2 separate regions of the Mus musculus genome follow, and region 2 is linked to region 1. Evidence: chromatin contacts called from public Hi-C data. All regions are on one chromosome and are shown on one strand. Each heading gives the region's core, a stretch centred on a gene start, on an enhancer-like site or on the middle of the called end of the contact. The rest is flanking DNA. Distances are from core to core; before and after follow the strand shown. Region 1 holds the start of Il19 (interleukin 19). Region 2 overlaps Mapkapk2 (MAP kinase-activated protein kinase 2).

Region 1 (3,499 bases), core at 508-3,007:
CTAAGCTTGTCTCCCTTTTCCAGAAGGAGCAGATGCACTTACCAAATACTAATGGAGGTGCCCTGTCTTTCTTTGGCAGGGTAGCATAGAGTAGCACCATTTGTTACTTACTGTTTATGTGCTAGTAAACACTGCTTGCACTTGCTATGATACGGGCCAGGCCTGGTAGCTCATTTGAATCCTTGAAGTTCACATTTTCTGTTTTATGGGGCTTCAGTAGGCATTCAGTAGCTTGTGCTACCCAGAGAGGAGGGAAGGCATGGGCTTAATTCCAGGGCTACACGATTGTGAGCCACAGTAGCTGACAGGCTCTCTCCACACGCATTATTTCATTAAATTCAAGATGCTGGACACAGTCTTCCAGATTCCAGGGTTCCCTTGTCTTGAATCCCACCAACGGCTCTGATTTTCCTTGATTTTCTCTCTTTTCTTATTCCAATACCTTCCAGTTATTCTCTCTTTTCTTCTACTCCTCTGTCTTCTTAGCTTAATAGCAGGAGTAGGTTCTACACCTACCGTGTGTGTGAGAGAGAGAAAGAGCGAGAGCAAGAGAGCTCTTTGATTAAACCCCATGCCAGAGTTACTTTGGGGAAGAAACTAGTTTTTAAAATAATATTCTTATCTATTCTTTGAAATGTTTGCTCATTTATATTTATTTATATTTATTATACCTTTTGGTCATCTCCCTCCATCGCTCCCTTTCTCCAGCTCCTCCTAGTGCCACTGCCTCACCTCATCTCCCTTCCAGCTTCATTGCCTCTCTTTCATTTTTTGTTTATTAATAACCTTCTGAGTTCAATTAGTGTTTCGAGTTCCATATGTGCACGGGAATGAGGCCATCCATAGTGGCGCAGGCAGCCTCAAAGAGAGAGAGTGTCTCCGAGAGAAAATAACTATCTGTGAGGACACAATTATACCTCGTCTTTCTGTCACATAAAACCCCGACCCCTGAAAAGCTTCCTGATGGAGAGTGGTAATAAGTAAGAAAGTGACTTGCCTAAAGGATCCTCTGGGCCCAGTATAAGGGCCGTAAGTTCTGTTCCCAGCTCTGCCACTAATTTCTTGAAGGAACTGCACTGCTCACTCTCATTTCTCTCTGCACCAATCAAGAACGAAGGGGACTTCCAAGGGACAAGATCAAGCAGAAAGAGATGACATGAAACAAACAACAAAAAACAAACAAATAAACAAAACTCCCAGTCTTTTGCCTATAGGAGAAAAAAGATTTGTCCCTAAGGAGTTAAGCAAAGTCATGCCGGTAAAAAAAAAAAGAGCCTGGCGTGTGGTAGGTCCTCCAGAGTTGTGTGAGGCATCAGAGAGATGACTTGTGTCAGAGCCAGAGGACCTGCAGAGTCTCAGGAAGTTGGCTGCTGACAAAGCCAGGCCATCCACACAGGGCTTTCCTGACTGTGCCTGCAGGGTACGGTTGGTACCTTGCCACAGCTCCTAGGAAAGTGGCCTAACTTGGATTTTTCACCATGAACACAAAATTGCAAGTAATTCTCATTTGCATGGTGATGGGAGTTTATTTTTCCCAGAAGCAATGTGTCAAAACTCAGGGGAAAAAAAGGAGGTATTTCTTAATAATGATTAATCAGTTGTTTAACAAAGCGGGGGTGGGGGGGGGAGAAAGAAATGAAAACAATTAAGAAAATGAAATACTAAAGAAATGGGGGGAGGGGAATCTCCTGAAGGTGGACCCACCCAGCAAACCTTGACAGCATTTCCTCTCATCCACCACATAAAAGTGAGCTGCAGTTTCTAAGTGGCAAAGAGCACAGGGAGAGAGGACTCTGCTGGAGCAGGAGACACCAGGAGAGGTGAGGCTGGCCTGGGCTATCCGGGGCTTCCCTGGGGTCATCCAGACTACAGGGGTTACCACTGTGCCTGACTTGGGTTGCCCAAGAGAACGAACAAGGTTTTTGTGGAATGTGGAAGCGTGCCACAGTGTGTGTGTGTGTGTGTGTGTGTGTGTGTGTGTGTGTGTGTGTGTGAATTTTCTTGTACCTTCTTTTTTTAACAAAAGGAAATGGAGAGAAGGAAGAGCAGAAAATAGAGTATGACGGAATTAAATAAACTATGGAATTTTCATTCCAGGAGCCTAACCTTTTGAGTATTAACTCTCTTTTTTAAATACAAAGTCCATTTCCTGGTTCGGTGGGACCTGGTCAGAAATGGGTTTCCATCTGGTGTGAAGCTGTGGTCTCCAGGGGAGGTAGTGATAGCTATGCTCGAAGAGGAGACATTGCTTTGTAAATAGGAGGCTTGGCCACAAGGAGGTGGGTATAGTGGCCAGCTGACCACGTCAGCTCTGGCAACCCATTTTATCCCCCTAATTCTTAGTTCCCTCCTTGGTGAGACACGGAGAGGAACAAACCTCGCCAGACACATGTGTAGGTGTCACCCGAAACAAGGTAACTGTGCAGAGGTTTTTAGGACAAGAGCTGCCTCCTGCTGTATCTGAATGGCCCAAGATGACCGGACTCTTTTAGAAGGAGCAAACTGGGGAGGGCGATGCCGCCTACCAACTTCCCTTGCCAGTGGGGTTTTATCTCCTTGTTTTGCCAGAGAATTAGAAAATCAATCTCTGCAGTCTAGGTGGACAGCTGACTTTCACCTTTGCAGAAGACATGAAGACACAGTGCGCGTCTACCTGGCTCCTGGGCATGACGTTGATTCTCTGCTCAGTTCATATCTACAGTCTTAGGAGATGTCTGATTTCTGTGGACATGCGCCTCATAGAAAAGAGTTTCCACGAGATCAAGAGAGCCATGGTGAGCATGGGTTGTCTGACCTTACATCTTAGAGCACAAGGCAAGTTCCTGCCAGTTCCTTGTTAGGGATCCTGAAAATGTAGAGGGTTCTCATTGATGTCTGTCCCGTTCTTCACAGCAAACTAAGGACACCTTTAAAAATGTCACCATCCTGTCCCTGGAGAACCTCAGGAGCATTAAGGTACCATTTGGTTTGTGTCTCTTGTGCTAAGAATCGACTCCCTGACCAGTACTCCCTTATGTTGTTGATTGAGCCTAGTCTTTAACAGCTGAGCCATCTCTCCAGGCCCCTAGTACTCTCTTAAATGTCCAGCCTTCTTTGTCATCTAAGCAGTTTGGGCACATCAGTATCCCAGTGACTTTGAAATCGTGGGCATGGCCAAAGAAGTGACTCTTCATCGGAGGGTAACAAGTTCCAAGTACTTCAACGGGGCAGAATTTCAGTGGCTTGGTGGTTGTTTTGGAAGATCCCGTGGGGAGAAACGAAATAAAGTGATTTCGTTTGGCTGAGGGGAGGGGTGTAGATAAACAGATAAAGGCTTAAGATACAGGGGAAGTGGATGTAATATCAGTGGAATCAGGCTGGTGTGACTCCAGGGACAGTGAGCAAGCGTGTTAGGATGCAAAGGACAGGCAGAATAGTAGGGCACTGAGAGAGACAGCCGCTTCTGGAACGAGGCCGAGCCTTGGCTTTCTGACAGGGACAACAGAGTGGCTGAGGGGTC
Region 2 (3,499 bases), core at 367-2,866, 110 kb before region 1:
CGGCTTTATTCTGCCCTTGGCTCTGGCTCCCCCGAGGTGGGGGCTGGAGGATGTGTGAGGGGCAAGGTGCTCCTGAGCCCGTTGCTCCTTTGCATTTTATCTGTAATTTGGCGTAGAGTTTTTATGGAACCTGTCTTCTTGTCCTTTTCCCCACTCCTCACTCCTTCCCCAGGTCCTTTCCCATCTACAAAGGCTGAGGCTTATCCACAGGTGTTGTGGAAGTTGTTATAGGGAAAGTCCCTAGGTTGCCCTATCTGTCTCCTCTGGCCTCCCACTGTAACGTGGGGTCCTCACTGGCTCTAGAATCTGGGAGTTCCAGGGAGAAGGCAGCAGAGTGGCAGTAGGTGGCCCTTGCCTCCCGCTGAAGCCCTTAGACATCACCAGTGTGCACAACAGAGCAGCACATGTGTGTGCATGTGTGTGTATGCCTGGATCCATGCCAGCGACTGGGCATTGGAGGGTCTAGGGAAGGCGGGGCTACAGGGACTCCTGCTTGAACTGAGCCTGCCTAAATGCCTAGGTAGCTTGTCTAGATCCAGAGCCAGGTAATTGTGGCCTCTGTGTTAGCTGGGCAGGGGAGGCAGTGAGGGGTTGGGGGGCACTGACAGCCATCAGGAGGACTGGGTCCCCTCAGGACCCCTTTCCCTGCTGGTCCCAGATCCCTGAGGCACTGATCTACTGAGTAGCCTCTGCTTGCCCTTCTTGCCACGATTAACCCACTCTTGTCGAGTTCTCTGAAATTTTTAGCCATTTCTCAATGGGCTGTCCACTCCCACGGTGAGCCTGGGAAGGTTCTATGCCTGGAAAGGCAGTTGCATTTCATGCATCTCCCCTGATCTCTGGGGTACCTGCCAACCTCCCTTCGACAAGGGCAGGACCACGTGTGGTCTTCCTGGATTTCCACCATGTGGTCTGGTGGATGGGACAGTCTTCGCACCAAAGATGTCTTGACTCTGTCCCTGCCCACTAGCCACCTTACCCTCTAACTACTCAACCTGGGTGGGGGCTCCCCAGGATTGAGGAGGAGCAGGCGGGGAAGAGTCTTTGTGCCATGGTCCCCCATGCCCCTCCTGCTGGAGGAGGGGTGTCTCCCTCAGGGGTTGGTGGAGGAGGGGCTCTTGGGCATCCCTGGGCCTGGGGCAGGGCCCAGATGTCTGCAGCTCCTCCCATGTCTTTGATGGTGTGTTCAACACTCAGACTGTTGTAAACTCTCGTTTTGTATGAGCAAAATTGTCTTTACTAAACAAATTTAATAGTTGAAAGTTTTTCATTCTTTTTCTTCCTGAGGCTTGGGCCCTTGACCGTTTACTTGTGTTCTCCCAGCCTGTGTGTGGAGAGTGTTTCCTGTGACGGGTGGCAGAGCCCTGTGCCCCGAGAAGGGAGAAGAGAGCCTCCTGGCTACATCAGCATGGGAATAGCCCCTCGTAGACGAGGGCTTGTGTCAATAAGCACGTCTCCTTTGGAGCCAGGAAAACAGGGTGGCGTATTATCTTAGAGTCCAGAAGGGGGCAGTACAGGCCAGGCAGAAACAAAAGTGCTTTGAGTGAGCTAGTCTCCTCAGAAAGCCTGTGATAGCTGAATCTCCCTGGCAGAGCCTAGAGCAGGAGCTGATTTGCTGACGCTGCCACTTCTGTCCCCAGGCAGGGGAGAAAGGCAGGGCAGCGTGGCTAGTTTCCAACCCAGAGCAGGAAGCACTGTGCCTACAACCTCACAGCTGTCCATTCAGACTAGAGCGCAGGACCAGGGGGCCTGGAGCACTCTGGCTTCTACCAGCCACCCACCCTAGTTATCAGGGATCCTCTCTCTGCTACTCAACCTGAGAACGGTCCCCTACCTGGAGCACTGTCGAATCACCCAGCGAGCACTCTTGCTTGTAAAGAACCCATTGTCTGCACTTACAAGGGAGTCAGAGCGATGGGTCCAGGGTGGGGGAGCAGTTGGGGCTGGTAGAAAGGAAGTTGTCAGAAGCTGCCGTCTAAGTGAGAAGCTTGAGAAGGTCCTTGTAGCTGTGACGTTACTTGCTGGTTACGTGGGAAAGAAGCCTGGTAGAGCCTCACTATCTCTGCAGGGCCACATCCTATTTTGCCAGCATTCCTTGGCCTGGGCCCCCGTCTCTCTTTGAAGCCAGCCATTCTGTCTCCCCTATTCTTGTTCTGGGACCACTCTTACACGGCCTGGAGGATTTCCTTGAGGACCAGTATGATGAGACTGGGCCAGCCTGGTAGCCCATGGCTCTTGCTCCCGATCGCAAACTCCTACTGCGGACAATGATATATGTACATACTGTTCCAGCAACAGAGTGCGTCCTTTGGGAACCAGTGTTCTGACACAGAGAACTGCCTTCCAGCTTCCTCATCTCAGAGCACCAGTATTAATCACCCCTGTATTTTGCTTCCTTTTCTCAGTCCAGCTTACAAGGTCTAGTACTGGCTTCCAAGGAAGATGACTGAAAAAAGGCTGAAGGGCTGGCCACGCCTCTGTCCCCCCCCCCAACTCCATCCACCCCTATGGGCTTCTGTCTCTAACTTGGGGGTGGTAAACATTTTCTTTTTGCTGTCATTTCCACGTGACAGCATTAGTGTAGGCACATCTACACAGACGGCCGTGGATACTGAAGAGGGTGTCTGATCCCCTGGATGCTGGAGTTACCGGGGACTTTGAACCACTTGGTGTGGGTGCTCTGGAATAGCAGGAGCTATTCCAGTCTGTCAGCTCCCATGACTGCTTGGTAGCCCTTCTTTCTCTAACCCAGCTAGCTTCTACTGAGCTGACTTGAACGGCATTGGGTGTGAGGTTGGGGTTGAATGGTCTGGGGATACTTGAAGAGGATGTCAAGGGGAATTCTTGACACCCTTGGGTGCTCACTGAGTGAAGTACTGGTGCTGGGTTGATCCCAGCGTAAGTCCTCTGAGGTATTGCTCCACTTTTCCTTTATCTATAAAGAGGTTCAGGCACAGGATGCACTTTGTCCAAGGCCACACAGCTGATTGGGTGTCTGTAGGTTTGATTTCCTGCATCTACTGTTAGGGCTTCTTCAGAGTGCACAGGAAGCCCCCTGGGTATAAGGGAAACACACTGGATTCTGTCCCTGTGAGGATAGACTAGTCCCTGTGGGTGTGGTGGGAGGTTCAGGAGACCACAGATTTAATGTCTTTTGTAGTACGCTGCCAGGGTAGCTTGGTATAAACATAGCTTCTCCTTCTAGGGACTGCTCCCCCAAGCAGGGGCCAGGGTCTAGGGTTGGCCTGTGTCTTGCTCCTCTGGTCTCTGCTGAGGGTTAAGTCTACCATCGGGTTAATTTAAGCAACTAGGGTTTTCTTTTGGCTGGGTTGGAGACAGGAAGACAGAGGGCTCTGAATGACGAGAGAGCAAGCAGGTATGTAAGCCCGAATGGGTAAGTTGTAGGTGGAGAGTTTGCGAAGTAGGAAGGAGGTTAGGGAAAGTGGCCACACCAGTGTGAACGTAGACAAACCACTGGGTCCTGTTATGTGTGGGGTTG

What was found. Hi-C and Micro-C count contacts between places; a contact is called where the count stands out from the background.
Region 2: a Hi-C map of the F1.1 cell line shows a contact between it and region 1, with 2.0 times the contacts expected there. The contact joins the enhancer-like site here to the promoter of Il19 in region 1. A contact is called at or near these places in 3 of 39 promoter capture datasets (cranial neural crest, embryonic stem cells and macrophages), 4 of 484 Hi-C or Micro-C datasets (the F1.1 cell line, embryonic stem cells and pre-B cells), 2 of 115 datasets of contacts at active chromatin or transcription factors (CD8 T cells and cardiomyocytes) and 2 of 9 other capture datasets (adipose tissue and liver).

What each region holds. Positions count from the first base shown.
Region 1 is chr1:130,938,373-130,941,871 of GRCm38.p6, reverse strand. It overlaps Il19 (interleukin 19), which reads left to right and starts at 1,757. Exons shown (of 6, transcript NM_001009940.2): 1 at 1,757-1,820; 2 at 2,594-2,774; 3 at 2,893-2,955. The coding sequence starts at 2,631.
Region 2 is chr1:131,051,463-131,054,961 of GRCm38.p6, reverse strand. It overlaps Mapkapk2 (MAP kinase-activated protein kinase 2), which reads left to right. Exons shown (of 10, transcript NM_008551.2): 10 at 1-1,262. Among named protein-coding and RNA genes, the nearest start is that of Il10, 33 kb to the right of the region's middle. Within about 2 kb of position 1,616, at least 56 of the 459 cell types and tissues checked have an H3K27ac peak or open chromatin away from gene starts, as enhancers often do.